2 separate regions of the Ovis aries genome follow, and region 1 is linked to region 2. The links are chromatin contacts, called in public Hi-C maps. All regions are on one chromosome and are shown on one strand. Each heading gives the region's core, a stretch centred on a gene start, on an enhancer-like site or on the middle of the called end of the contact. The rest is flanking DNA. Distances are from core to core; before and after follow the strand shown.

What was found. A called contact is a pair of places that touch in the nucleus more often than the background predicts.
Region 1: a contact with region 2 is called in a Hi-C map of mixed tissues, with 3 times the contacts expected there. The contact joins the enhancer-like site here to the promoter of SNRNP70 in region 2. A contact is called at or near these places in 7 of 16 Hi-C or Micro-C datasets (blood, hypothalamus, liver and 3 more).

Annotation. Positions count from the first base shown.
Region 1 is chr14:55,433,464-55,440,707 of ARS-UI_Ramb_v3.0, reverse strand. It overlaps TRPM4 (transient receptor potential cation channel subfamily M member 4), which reads right to left. Exons shown (of 25, transcript XM_004015802.5): 18 at 6,834-6,966; 19 at 6,479-6,653; 20 at 6,079-6,256; 21 at 3,062-3,255; 22 at 2,644-2,776; 23 at 2,361-2,433; 24 at 2,163-2,268; 25 at 1,554-1,922. The coding sequence ends at 1,918. Among named protein-coding and RNA genes, the nearest start is that of TRNAG-GCC, 31 kb to the left of the region's middle. Within about 2 kb of position 2,602, at least 4 of the 54 cell types and tissues checked have an H3K27ac peak or open chromatin away from gene starts, as enhancers often do. A contact at or near this core is called in liver, where this site is marked.
Region 2 is chr14:55,342,230-55,348,911 of ARS-UI_Ramb_v3.0, reverse strand. SNRNP70 (small nuclear ribonucleoprotein U1 subunit 70) reads right to left here and starts at 3,907. Exons shown (of 10, transcript XM_027978598.2): 1 at 3,706-3,907; 2 at 2,808-2,964; 3 at 1,212-1,274; 4 at 1,034-1,088. The coding sequence starts at 2,954.

The DNA of each region.
Region 1 (7,244 bases), core at 1,353-3,852, 93 kb before region 2:
GTCCATACCATTTCTGTCCTTTCTTGTGCCCATCTTTGCATGAAATGTTCCCCTGGTACCTCCAATTTTCTTGAAGAGATCCCTAGCCTTTCCCATTCTATTGTTTTCCTCTATTTCTTTGCATTATTCACTGAGGAAGGCTTTCTTATCTCTCCTTGCTATTCTTTGGAACTCTGCATTGAAATGGGTGTATCTTTCCTTTTCTCCTTTGCCTTTCACTTCTCCCTCTAGCGTCCCCTTTGTGCTGTGTGCTGAGTTGCTTCAAATCGGCCTTTCTAGATACTCAGTTCTGTCATCCTGGGGCCCTGCAAGGAGCTTCCCAGGTAGCTCAGCTGGTAAAGAACTGGCCTGCAATGCAAGAGACCCTGGTTCTATTCCTGGAGAAGGGACAGGCTACCCACTTCAGTGTTTTCAGTATTCTTGGGCTTCCCTGGTTGCTCAGACAGTAAAGACTCCCCCAGCAATGCAGGAGAGCTGGGTCGCAAAGAGTCCGACACGACCGAGCACATAAGCATATCACAGCAAGTGCTCTTTACAACCCTATGGACTGTAACCCACCTTCTCCAGGCAATAATACTGGAGTGGGTTGCCATTCCCTTCTCTAGGGGACCATTTTCTAGCTCTGTGACTTTGTGGTCACTTAATTTTGATTGTGCCTCAGTTTTCCAATCTGCAAAATGGAGACGTCAGCACTTACCTTATATGGTTTTCATGAGAATTCCTTGATTTATCGCCCGTGAAGCACTTAAACACAATGCCAGGCACATAGCACTCTCATTAGCTGCTGCTGTTGCCACCATCGTCATTACTGATGATATTACTACTTGGGTTACTGAGAATTGACTTGGTTATCTTCCAGAGATAGCTGGCTGCCACAAAACACTTGGCAACATTTCAAAGCTACTCTGCACCCAAAGTGGCAGACAGTTGGAATTCCTCCAATTTGGAAAAAGGATGTTTTGGTTTTCATTTTTGGATGTGTGTTGTTGGTGGCTTTCTTGCTATTTTACTAATAATTGCTGTCAGTTCAGCCTTGTCATTACCAGTTTAGTTTGTTACGGGTTGTTTAGTTAAATGGCATGTATAATGATGCATATTTGCCTCAATTCCGGGCGTGTGTGGCCTGCAATTTTCCACTAATTAGACTTTTTAAAGACACATATGCAGTTATCTACTCAAATTTGCATCATCTGTTCCCCTATTGCCAAAGCAGATGTACACAGTGCCCACCCACCCCTCCTCCAGGAAATAATTTGCTTTTTATCTCCAAGTTCTTTTTGCACTGGTAGGCAGGAATGGGTGTTGGGGGGTACAGATGGATGGGGTTCTTGTCCCACTGAAGTGAGAGTCATCAAGCAGTGCAGACAAGAGGTGCTGGGCCTGAGTCAGACAGGAGTAGTGGGGCTGAGAGGAAGCAACAGCCCCGGTGAGACCTGAAATGCAGTAGTAGCAAATGGACCAAGGACCCCAAACACACCCCCAGCTTCAGCTGCCATCCCAAAAGGATCTAGCCACCCACCAATTCCCCAAAGAATCCAGCATTCAGACCCTACTCCTCTCAAATGGCTTTATTTCCCCAGTGTGGGGAGCTGAGTGGACTCTGGTCCCTGTACCACAAGGACCTGGTAGCCTTCTCCAGTCCAGTGGGCTGAGATACAGCCCTCAGAGAGGGAACGCCTGGGCTCCAGAGGCTTATCCTCCTAGAGTAGGGCTGGTTCTGGGAGGAGCCAGGCCTGCCGTGGTCTGCATGGATGACACTCCCTGAGTGACCCTGACAGAATCCAAGGTGGTAGTCCACGGGCATCCGGTTCACCTCAAAGACAAGGTCGTCAGGTGCAGGAGTCAAGGACCTGCTAGGTCTTACTCTGGGAGCAAAACTCCCTCTGGCCGCTACTCCTTGACGTCCACCAGCAGGGCTCAGTCTGGGGGAAGAGAGGAGAGAAAAGAGCGATGGGCATAGAGAGGAGGGCAGAAAAAATGAGAGACTGGCAAAAAAACAGATGCACAAAAAGCCCAAAGGAGACCAAGAATGAACCAGGGGCAAAGGAAGGCCAGTGAAAGAGAGAAACACCGAGATATGGGAAGAGACCCAGAAAGCAAGGACACAGACGTAGGTGGTGACAGACGCCAGACATACACACAAGTAGATGGTAAACACTGACCTTTGGGCCCAGGTGGGATTGGGGGGGGTGGTCCCCCTGGGGGCAGCAATGTAGAACGGCTCAGGGCCTCAGCTACCCAGCCCAGGACACGGGTACAGTGCTGGACCTGGGGAGCAGCGGAAGACATCGCGGCACCTGATTGGAATCTGCTGCCCCTCACCCTGGCCATCCTCCTCCAGCCTGGCCCGGAGCCCTCACCTCCTGTTCCAGCCCTTTCAGACGCTGCTCGTACTCGCGGATCTGTCTCAGCTGCTTCAGTGCTGTGTCCACCCTGGGGATCCAGGGTTTTAGGTGGGTGCCAGCAGCCTACCAGCCCCGCCTACCTTGAAAGACCCGCCCCCCGCAGTGCCGCTTTCCTCCCTAGCATTCCGGGACCCTGCCCCCGTAGGCTCCGCCTCTAGCCTGGGCCTTTGCAGGAAGTCAGTCAAGAGATCGATCCCGGAGAACAGAAGCCCCGCCCAGAGCCAGGCCCCGCCCTCACTTCTGCGACGTGCGCTTCAGACGTTCGGAGTTGCTTTCCCGTTTGTCCCGAGCACGCGCCAGCAAGAAATTTTCCTTTTGCACTGACTCCCATGTCAACAGCCTCCGCTCCGCTTCCTTCGAGAGGTGGACCCCTGGACAGTGGGGCCAGAATAAAGTCAAAGGGACTGCCCATCCTCGGGCCACGCCCGCTCCTAGACCCAGCTTCCCCACACAAAACCTCGAGCTTCAGTGATCTCCCAGACTGCACTTCCTCACCGTTCTTGGTCTTCCACTAATACCCCACGCCCAGCCCCTTGCCAGAGTAAGCCCTGCCCACTAGTGCTCCTAAGGGTCCTCCTCCTGCATATAAATGCTCTTCTTTCTCTCCAGGTTCCGCCCCCTGAGTTTCTCTCTTTTGGGCCAAGCCGGGCTCTCACGAAAATGCTCGGCGTCTGGGGACGGTGGCAAGCGCGCCCGGCGCCTGCGAAGTCGATGGATCAGGGAGCGCACGTGCGATATGAAAATGAGAGGCGGGGCCAGTGCGGGCCGAGAGTGAAATTCCCGGATGAGGCTGTAGCGCTGCGCCTTCCAGTAGAGGTCGCTGTTGCCCTGCACTTTGCCGAAGGTATGGCTGTAGGGACCAGAGATCAAGAGTCACTAGAGGCAGAGGCGCCCCTTGGAAAAGCGGATCAAGATTACTTGTTAGGCAATATCTGTTTGAAACCCCAAGCAGAAGGCAGATGTCAGGATCAATAAAGTCAGAGGCATTTGGTAGCTGGGTTAGGAGGCTCCAGAGTCGGATGTCAGAGATCAAGTTGGGAAAGCTAACACGAATTAGGTAGAGATTGGAGTCAGGCTCACAAGTCAGCCTGGACACAAGTAACTAAAATAAAAAATGAAAATGGGGACATTACTTTCTACCTTATAGAATCCTACTAAAAACCATTATGTGTGTGCTAAGTCGCTTCAGTCTTGTCCAGCTCTTTTCGACCCTATGTGTAGCCTACCAGGCTCCTCCGTCCATGGGATTTTCCAGGCAAGGATACTGGAGTGGGTTGCCATTTCCTTCTCCAGGGGATCTTCTCGACCCAGGGATCGATCCTGGGTCTCCCACATTGTAGGCAGGTGCTTTACCATCTGAGCCACCAGGGAAATTAAAGTCAGATAAAAATATCACGATTATAGACCAATAGCCTTTATGAATATATATGAAAAAACCCTCAACAAAATACTAGAAAACTAATTCAACCACATATTAAAAGGATTATAAGTGGGATGTGTGCATGCTAAGTTGCTTCAGTCGTGTCCAACTCTTTGCAACCCTATGGACTGTCGCCTGCCAGGCTCCTCTGTCCATCAGATTTTCCAGTTAAGAATACTAGTCATTAGGAAAATGCAAATCAAAATTAAAATGAAATAACAAGTTCATGCCCACTAGGATGTCTATAACCTCTTAATAAGGAAAGCACCTATTAGAAAGGATGTGGAAAAGCCAAACACAGAATTAACACATGACCCAGCATTCTATTCTAGAAATAAAACCAAAAGAAATAAAAACAGAGACTCAAGCAGATATGTAAACACCAATGTTATTGCAGCATTATCCCCAACAGCCAAAAGATGGAACAACCCAAGTCTCATTAGATGAATGGATCAACTAAATGCCTTTTATCTGTACATCAGTATTGTTCAGCCATAAAAAAAAATGGAGTAGTGGTACATGAAAACCTTATGCCAGACACAAAAGAACAAATACTGTATGACTCTACTTACCTCCAAGAGGCAGAGTCATAGAGACAGAAAGTAAAGTGGAGGTTACCAGGGACTGGGGGGAGGGGAAAATGAGACGTTATCCTGTGCTTAATGGTTACACACTCTGTTTGGAGTGATGAAAATGTTCAGGAAATAGACAGTGGTGGTGGCTGTATAATGTTATAAATGTAATTAATGTCACTGCATTGTACACTTTAAAATGGAGAAGGTGGCAATTTTTATGTTATATATATATATAGCCACAATTTTAAAAATTTTAATCTTCAGCCCAGACTCAGAGAGCGGATCAGATTCCAAAGTCCAGGTCAAGAGCACACTCTGGCTGGATTTGGGAACAAGCCAGCAGTAGATTTTAATCAGAGTTCAGAGACTAAAACTAGAATTACTTAGACTGGATCAAAAATCATGCTGGGGTCAAGGGTTAAGCTGGGATCAAGAGTCACTCTGGGGTCAAGGGTCATGCTGGGTCAGGCCAGATCATCAGAGAGCAGTAGTGAAGTTGCTCAGTTGTCTCCAACTGTTATGTAGGTCAGGAAGCAAGAGTTAGAACTGGACATGGAACAACAGTCTGGTTCCAAATAGGAAAAGGAGTACGTCAAGGCTGTATATTGTCATCCTCCTTATTTAACTTCTATGCAGAGTACATCATGGGAAACACTGGGCTGGAAGAAGCAAAAGCTGGAATCAAGATTGCCGGGAGAAATATCAATAATCTCAGATATGCAGATGACACCACCCTTATAGCAGAAAGTGAAGAGGAACGAAAAAGCCTCTTAATGAAAGTGAAAGAGGAGAGTGAAAAAGTTGGCTTAAAGCTCAACATTCAGAAAACGAAGATCATGGCATCTGGTTCCATCACTTCATGGCAAATAGATGGGGAAACAGTGGAAACTGTGTCAGACTTTATTTTTGGGGGGTTCCAAAATCACTGCAGATGGTGATTGCAGCAATGAAATTAAAAGATGCTTACTCCTTGGAAGGAAAGTTATGACCAACCTAGACAGCATATTCAAAAGCAGAGACATTACTTTGCCAACAAAGTTCTGTCTAGTCAAGGCTATGGTTTTTTCAGTGGTCATGTATGGATGTGAGAGACTATAAAGAAAGCTGAGTGCCAAGGAATTGATGCTTTTGAACTGTGGTGTTGGAGAAGACTCTTGAAAGTCGCTTGGACTGCAAGGAGATCCAACCAGTCCATCCTAAAGGAGATCAATCCTGGCTGTTCTTTGGAAGGACTGATGCTAAAGCTAAAACTCCAATACTTTGGCCACCTCATACGAAGAGTTGACTCACTGGAAAAGATTTTGATGCTGGGAGGGATTGGGGGCAGGAGGAGAAGGGGACGACAGTGGATGAGATGGCTGGATGGCATCACCGACTCAATGGACATAAGTTTGAGTGAACTTCGGGAGTTGGTGATGGACAGGGAGGCCTCTCATGCTGCAATTCATGGGGTCACAAAGAGTCGGACACGACTGAGTAACTGAACTGAACTGTTTGGGACCCCATGGACTGTAGCCTGCCAGGTTTCTCCATCCATGGGATTTTCCAGGCAAGAATACTGGAGTGGATTGCCATTTTCTTCTCCTGGGAATCTTCCCAACCCAGAGATCAAACACAGGTCTCCCACATTGCGGGCAGACTCTTTACCGTCTGAGCCACCAGGGCAGTAGGGACTCACCTGAACATCGCAATGAGCAGATTGAGCAGCAGGATGTTGGCCACCAGCAGGAAGACAACCAGGAGGAGCACCACCAGCCAGTTGGCATAAAGCGAAACGCATTTGCCTGAGAGCTTCCCTTCGGGGTGCCCCCATGAGCCCTGCCCCAGTGAACAGTTGCTGTGCTCCATGAGGGCCGCTGTGAAGGGAGACAGTCAGAGATGGAGCCAGAGGGACCGGGACCTAAGGAAGACAGAAATCCATAGGGGGGAGGAGAGCAAAGACCCGGGGAGAGGGGGACAGAATCCCAGAAAGAGAGGGGGACAGAGACGCAAAGAAAAAGGGGGAAGGGTCAGAGACCCAGAGATAAGGGAGGAGGAGGGGGGCTCACTTGGATGTCAGGTCCTCTCATCCTCCTTACCGTCCATCTCCCCCTGAGGGATCTGCCCAAAGATCTGCAGGTAGGGCCGGTAGAAGACGCGGCGCAGGATATTCGGGAGGCTACGGTCCTGGGGCCTAAGGAGCCCCTCAGTGGCCACCCCGTAGGCCACCAGCCACACGCCGAGGAAGAAGAGGAAGAAGAACACATCCTTCACCTGCGGAAGAGGAAGATGAGACCAAGCCTGGCCCCGCCCTTCCCTACTCTAGCCCCGCCCCAGTACCCGAAGCCCCTCCTCCTCACCAGACGCTCAGTTACAGCGAATCCATGACAGCTTCTTGGTCCCGCCCCTTACACCCTCAGGCCCCGCCCACACCAGCGTGACCCCACGCCTCACCATCTTGCTCACGATGACGATCTTGGGCCCCAGCTGTTTGTTGACTGTGAAGATGTGCAGCAGCCTCAGCGTGAAGATCATGAAGTCAAGGGAGAGGACAGTGCGGCCCATGTCATACAGGCCCGGGGTCAGCCTGGGTATGGGGAGATGCGGCAGACGTCACTCAAAGGTTACAGGGTGCAAAGAAAGCCCCGAGTCTTCCCAGTACAAGACTGAAGGCGAGGATGTGGCCTCTCTAGGGCCAGAACTGGGACACTCCCCACTCCAGTTCACGTGGGGCTTACTCAAAATTTGGCACCGTGACATTGCCAATCTGGGCCTCGCAGGGCGCTGGTACCCATTAAATAATGGCTGTATGAAAAACGGCCTTAGCAAAAAGCTGGGAAGGAGGTCCCTATAACATAAAGTTGA
Region 2 (6,682 bases), core at 2,658-5,157:
GGGAAAAAAAAAGCTGTTAGCAGAGAAAGGTATAATCAAGAGCTGTATTTCAAAAAGCCCTAGAGGACTTGCGGAGGACAGAGATGTAGGTAAATTCATTAGACTGCGTGTCCAGGCTGGAGGGGCCTTCGGGGTTGGTGGACACAGAGAGGATGCTCAGATCTGTGGCATTCAGAGAGTAGCACGGGTAGGTCTTGGAGACAATTGGGGGAGACAGCAAGAAAAGGTGTTAAAAGCAAACTGAGTGGAAACGATTGGCCATGACTCGCAAAGCTGGATGACCATGTTCCAGTGAAGCAAACATCGAAAGACGACCAGGCTGGTGAGGAGAGGAAATCCTGATTGTGGTCCAGACACAGTGCAAGATGCCTCTGAGGCATCCAAGACGACAGGAACGCAGTGAAAGCCAGAGCTCAGAGCGCTGAGCTGAGACACCCAGGTATTCGGTTGTCAGGTGTCTGTCTGATGAGCTCCATCAGCAATGGACTTCTCCAGGAAATGTGATTCAGAGTGACGTGATTCACTGGAGCCTCACAAGCATGGGAGGAAAACCCATCTTTTGACTACACAGTCCTTGCTCTAATAAGAAAAGGCCTCCTGAGGTTGATATGGGACTCTTTTGTGAAGTCTGGTTAATGACTACAATGTCCCTCCCCCAAACTCCGACTCCTCCTGTACCTGGAAGGGATGAAGCACTTCCAGCCCAAGGGCCAGGGACCTGAGATGGAACCAGAACTGCCTCATGAGCCTGGACCTCACTGCCTTGGCCTGGGAGACCCAGCTGGGCAGGGGCCACCTCTCCAAGGGCAGACACCTGCAGGAGGCAGCCCAGAGTACCAGGCTCCCTTCCTGTCTGCCTTATTCCATAAGCTCCTGCTTAAAAGCCTAAACCAAATATAGGCTTTGGCAAATAGTGGGGGCTAATAAAGTGAACTGACAACAACCTACATTCTGAAATAAGAGTCCTGGGGTAGACCTGGGGAAGAGAAACACAAGCATACTTGAACAAGAGATGAAAAGAGGAGAGACTTACACATTTTTAGCTCTGTCTCGACTTCCTGCTGTCGCCGCTCAATCTTTTCCCGTCTCTGTCAGGAGAAAGGTAGACAACTGAATACAGATAGGAGGGCCCTGATATCAGGGAACATCTTGAAGTAAGATGCAAAAAAAAAAAAAAAAAAAAAGTGAGGCAGAAGGCAAACGTTACATACCTTCCTCTCCATGCGTTCCTCCCGGGTTTCTGCTCGAGTTGGAGGAGGGGCATCTCGAGGGTCCTGGGAATAAGGAGAGTGACAGCGGTGGGAGGAAGGGGAAAACAGCCAGGAACAGCCAATCAAGAAATAACAAACATCTTGGCCACACTCTCCTGCACGTTTACACACACGCCCACACAAACATGGACAGTTCCCAGGCCAGTGGAGGTGGGGGAACAGTGCAGATCAAAGCGTGGTCCGTAGACGAATGCAATCTGTGAACAGTTATTGGTCTGTGACAAGAGAAGTAGAGAAACTGAGACAAAATATGCAGAAACGTCTACAGCAATCTAACAGAGTAGTTTTATGTTCACTGAACTTAGAAATGTGATTTTCTTTAACTCTGTATTCTCTAAAAATACTAGAAAAGAGAAAACAATCCTCTTGTATTTATCAAAAGCATCGATCTGCACTCCTCTATCGTATCACATTGTGAGTATCACAATACTGGTCCTCTATTACAGACAGGAATCGGGACCAGGCCTGAAGCAAAAGCAGCTGGCAGTGCAGAGCCCGGGGTAAGCAACTGGACACCCTCTGAGGGCCAGAGCAGTTCTTAAAGGCCTCAGCAAGCTCCCATCACACAACTGGCACAGGACCCTCGCCTGCCACACACCTAGAGTTATTAAATTAGCTGAATTGGCTAATAACATTTTCCAAGCACCGGTTCACTGAGGGTGGCAAGTCTCAATGAAGAACCACTCTTCTGTCATCTCACTATTAACTTCTGCTCCACAAGTTCCTCCTCCTTCCCTTTCCCACTCATGCCAGATGGTTATTCTTCTGACTTCTGGCCATGTGCCAACATACTCAGATGTTCTTTGACCACCTTAAGAGGTGGACTGTTGTTATCCCAATTTCACAAATGAAAAAACCGAGGTCCATGAGCCTTAGTCATTTACTGATGTTTGCCCTGAGGGTACAAAGCTGAAATCCTCAAGACCACCATCTTAACAGCACATCACCTGGTGTTAACCCTTTAATGACAAAAATGGTAAATAAAATAAGAAATATTGACCATTCCTGACTGCTTGGTGCCAAGCCCCATAACAAAATTTTCAATTAATTCTGTCAATTATCACAAAGATATAAACATTCCCTTGCTATAAATAAAGTGACCACAGGACTAGAAGAATCTGCTGCTTGTCCAAGGTTACACAGCCGATAAATGTGCCAAGGACTACTTAACTCAACAGTCTGAATCCTCAACTGGTAGTTACTGTCACAAACCACTGAACTGTCACAAAAACTCAACAAGGGATACATAATGAACCCTGATCAAGACAAGAAAACTGGGACTTTCCTCGTGGTCCAGGAGCTAAGACTGCTCACTCCCAGTGCAGGGGGCCTGGGTTCCATTTCCATCACTGGTCAGGGAACTAGATTCCACATGCCATAACTAACAGTTCCCATGCCATGACTAAACGGGGCACAGCTAAATAAAGAAATAATAATCACCCCAGCCCAGAAAACTGGCCAGACACTGAACTCCCCAGTCCAGCCCCACGACGCCCCAGAACCCAACCCAGGTCCAAGTCTGCTCACTGAACTCACCTCAAACTCTCGGATGTAGGGCGCGATGCCACAGTAAGGTTGATTGTGGTGTTTTTCATGTGGCAGTTTCTCCAAGGGTGGGAGGTATGGGATGGGGTCACGGGGAGCAAAGAGGGCCAGAAGGTTGGGCGGCAGGAACTGGGTCATCTTGCCAAGTCTGAGAGCAGAAGCCTTATATTAGGGTGGGCTGGGGGAGGTGAAGCCCCTATAACCCCTTGACTCCCAGGAAAAGAAGGAAATAGAAGCAAAAATCTCAGTATCAAAACAGGTTCTGTACAGCGCGCTCCAAAGTCACAAGGAAAAGGAGTAAATCTGAATGAAAGAGGGTTTTGGTGGGAGGGTCGCGTGAAGACGGGCCAAACCGGTAAAGGAAACAAAGACTAAAAAAGGGTTTCTGAGTAGTGAAGTCTCAGAGTCCTGGGCAAGGAACCGCGGGGCTGAGGGTCTGGGAGCGGTTGTGGGGACATCAAGGATCCTGAGAAAGGGAGTCCAGGGCAGTGGCGGCTGGTGGTCCCATACCGTGGATAACAGGTTACGGGGCGAGGGTCGCAGGAAGTCTTCGATTAAGGAAAGGGGTCAAAAGTAGCAAGCCTCTCAAGCCAGGGGGTTGTGGGTAATAGATCTGGACCCCCACAAGCGAAATGAATTATGGGTAAGGGTCCGCGGAGGCGACAAGAAAAAAGCAACATACCGCAAGGGCCTGTGGGTAAGTGCTGAGGAGGACAGGGGCTATGGAAAGAGAGCTTAAGTGACCAGAGAACTCTGGATAAGGGATGCAAAAAGGTGCTGTGACGGTGGCGCGGGAAAGGGACCCGGCCGCGGGGAAAGGACCGGGGCCCACCGCAAGGGCTTGTGGGTAGCGGCCCCGCACCCGGTAAGGCCACTCAGTCACACTCACCCGCCGCGCGGCGCCCTCCTCGGCCTAGCGACGGTCCGGGGGCTCGCGGCGGCTCCGGCGGCCCCTCAGCAGCGGATACTCCGGCTCTCGCTCCGACTCCGGCGGCGTCCACGTCCCTCAGTCTCTGTCGCCCGCCTAGCGCGCGCACCAGGCCGCAGCTCACGAGCCCGCGCGGCCTCGGCTCGCGACAGGGGCAAGGGGTGGGAACAGCCTCAAATCCCTCCGCCGTTCGCAAGGCGCACGCGCTGCGCCAGTCAATCACAACTCAGTCACAGGGACCCTGGTGCCGCCGCAGGCACTGCGCAGGCGCGAAGCCACTACCCCCGCCTCCGGCGTCTTAGACGCCTTTGCCGCGGCAGGCTGGAAGTCACAGTGCGCACGCGCGCTGAGCCCCAAGCGGTCCCTTTCCACCTCGCGTTCTGGACTCCAACCGCCTCTGTCCGCGAGACTCTTCTGGATGCTCCACCCCTTTCCCTAACACACTTCCCGGATCTTGGGCGCATGCGTGTATGATCAGTTACCAGTATTATACCCTTCCGCCACCTAGCAAAGAGTCCCTACGTGGAGGATGTGCTTACCTAAGCTATTAAATCAATAACTTCTCCATCCAGCGCACCATGTACTCGACACTGTTTGGATTCTGAAGATGTAGCATGTGACTAAAGCAAAGTCTCCCTTTTTTGCGCTTGCATCGTGCGGAGGAGACAATAAAGGCATTAAAAAATTAACTGCTGATAGTGGCCGTCCCAATAAAAAAAAGGGCAGAATAAGGTGTTCAGCTGTGGAAGAGGAGCTGTTTTAGAAAGGACGACAGGGTTTCGTCGGTGGTGTAGTGGTAAAGATTCCGCATTTTCACTGCAGGGAGCGCAGGTTCAATCCCTGGTCAGGGAACTAAGATCCCGCATGCTGTGTGTTGCACCAAAAAGAAAAAAAAATTTTTTTGAAAAGGATGATAATGGAAGGCTCTTCTGAAAATGACATTTAAACAGAGGCCCAAGGAAAGGGAGATCGGGGCGGAGTTAACAGCAAGTGCAAAGGCCCTGAATTAGGAAGGATGGCGGGAGTCCCAGGTTGTTGGTGGAGAGAGTAGAGAACTGATGGTCATGTTATTTAGGGTTCTGGAGAAGGCAGTGGCACCACACTCCAGTACTCTTGCCTGGAAAATCTCATGCACAGAGGATCATGGTGGGCTGCAGTCCATGGGGTCGCTGGGAGTCGGACACGACTGAGCGACTTCACTTTCACTTTTCACTTTCATGCATTGGAGAAGGAAATGGCAACCCGCTCCAGTGTTCTTGCCTGGAGAATCCCAGGGATGGTGGAGCCTGATGGGCTGCCGTCTCTGGGGTCGCACAGAGTCGGACACGACTGAAGCGACTTAGCAGCAGCAGCAGCAAGAGACCTGTAAAAAGTTAAGTATTTTTTAAGTTTTTTGGATAGATTCAATTGCCTATTTAATAATAATTGCAGGAATTATTACAAATTTAAATGATTATTATCGTGTTTTAAGTACTTTGACATATTTGGTTTATCTACGTATGTATATGAGAACCCCCTGAACTATTTTTTTGGAGCCTTCCCAAAATTCTGAAATTATTTCGAAATAAAAAATTTAATGAAAATAAAGTTAAACGTGCTTTAATAATTTTTTTCCCTGTATCATTGAAAAGTAAATTTCTGAGGCACTGCACCTCTAAATGTTTCAGCATGCATCTCTTAAGATTAAGAGCATTCTTCTACATAACCACAAAACTACTTTCACCTCTGAGAAAGTTTATCCAGTCCCACAAAACTATTTTCACCTCTAAGAAAGTTTATCCAGTCTCTATTTCAGATTTATTCAGAAATCAGACTTTCCCAATAGACCCACAAGTATTTTGTTTTAATCTCAACCAGAAGTCAATCAAGCTTCATGCATTGTATTTGGTTGTCCTGTCTCTTTATCCTTTTTTTTTTCTTTATTCTCTTTTAATATAGAATACAGACACAGGCACTTTTTCCCAAATTATGTTGTTGGTTTTTCCCCTAAGTTCAGACCAGTTTCCAGTAGAAAGTCCCACATTCTGGATTTCTGATTATTTCCTCATGGGGTTTACAGTGTCTTGCACTAACCCTGTTTGCCTGTAAAATGGAAATTGAGTCTGAAGTTTGAATAAACTGATGTTGAGCATTTTTGGTAAGAACTTTTCCCTGGTGATACTTAAGACTTCGACTGCATCACATCTGGAGATAGTCCCACTATTATGATGCTGAATTTGGCCACCTGATCAAGGAGCCAACTGACAGATCTCCCTCTAGAAATACATTTTCTCCTCGCTAATCTGAGCAGTGAGACTTTGCCACTTTTCCCGAACCATCTCATCTCTCACCCCCTGGTTGTAGCAGCCATTGCTGATCTTTGCCAGAATAAAGTATCACATGGGGGAGAGGGCAGATTTTATTTGAAAATAAATAGGAAGTTACTAAAGGGCTTAGATCAGAAGATGGACAAAGCATAATTTGCATTATTAAAAGATCACATCAATGGCAATAGACAGAAGAAAATGCAGGAAAGAGGCTGAAGGGGAACAAGCAGATGCTCAGGAGGCTATAATTTCCAGGAAAGAGATGATGGGTTGGACTAAGAAGGTAGTGTTATTGAACTCAGGTTCAGCTGCTCACCACTGGGAAGTCAATACTCCAGAGATGAGTGTTAGTAGGAAGGGAAAGTTGCTTTATTCAGGAGGCCAGGCATCTGGGGAGAAGGTGGACTCATGTACCAAAGAACCAACTCCCCCCTACCAATCAGAGCACGAGAACTTTTATTTATTTATTTATTTTGACTGTGCCATGCTACATGGAGGAATCTTAGTTCCCCAACCAGGAATGGAACCTGTGCCCCCTGCAGTGGGAGAGTGGAGTCTTAACCACTGGACCACCAGGGAAGTTCCACAAGAACTTTTTTTTTCTCTCTCTCTCTCTTTTTACTTTGGTTGCT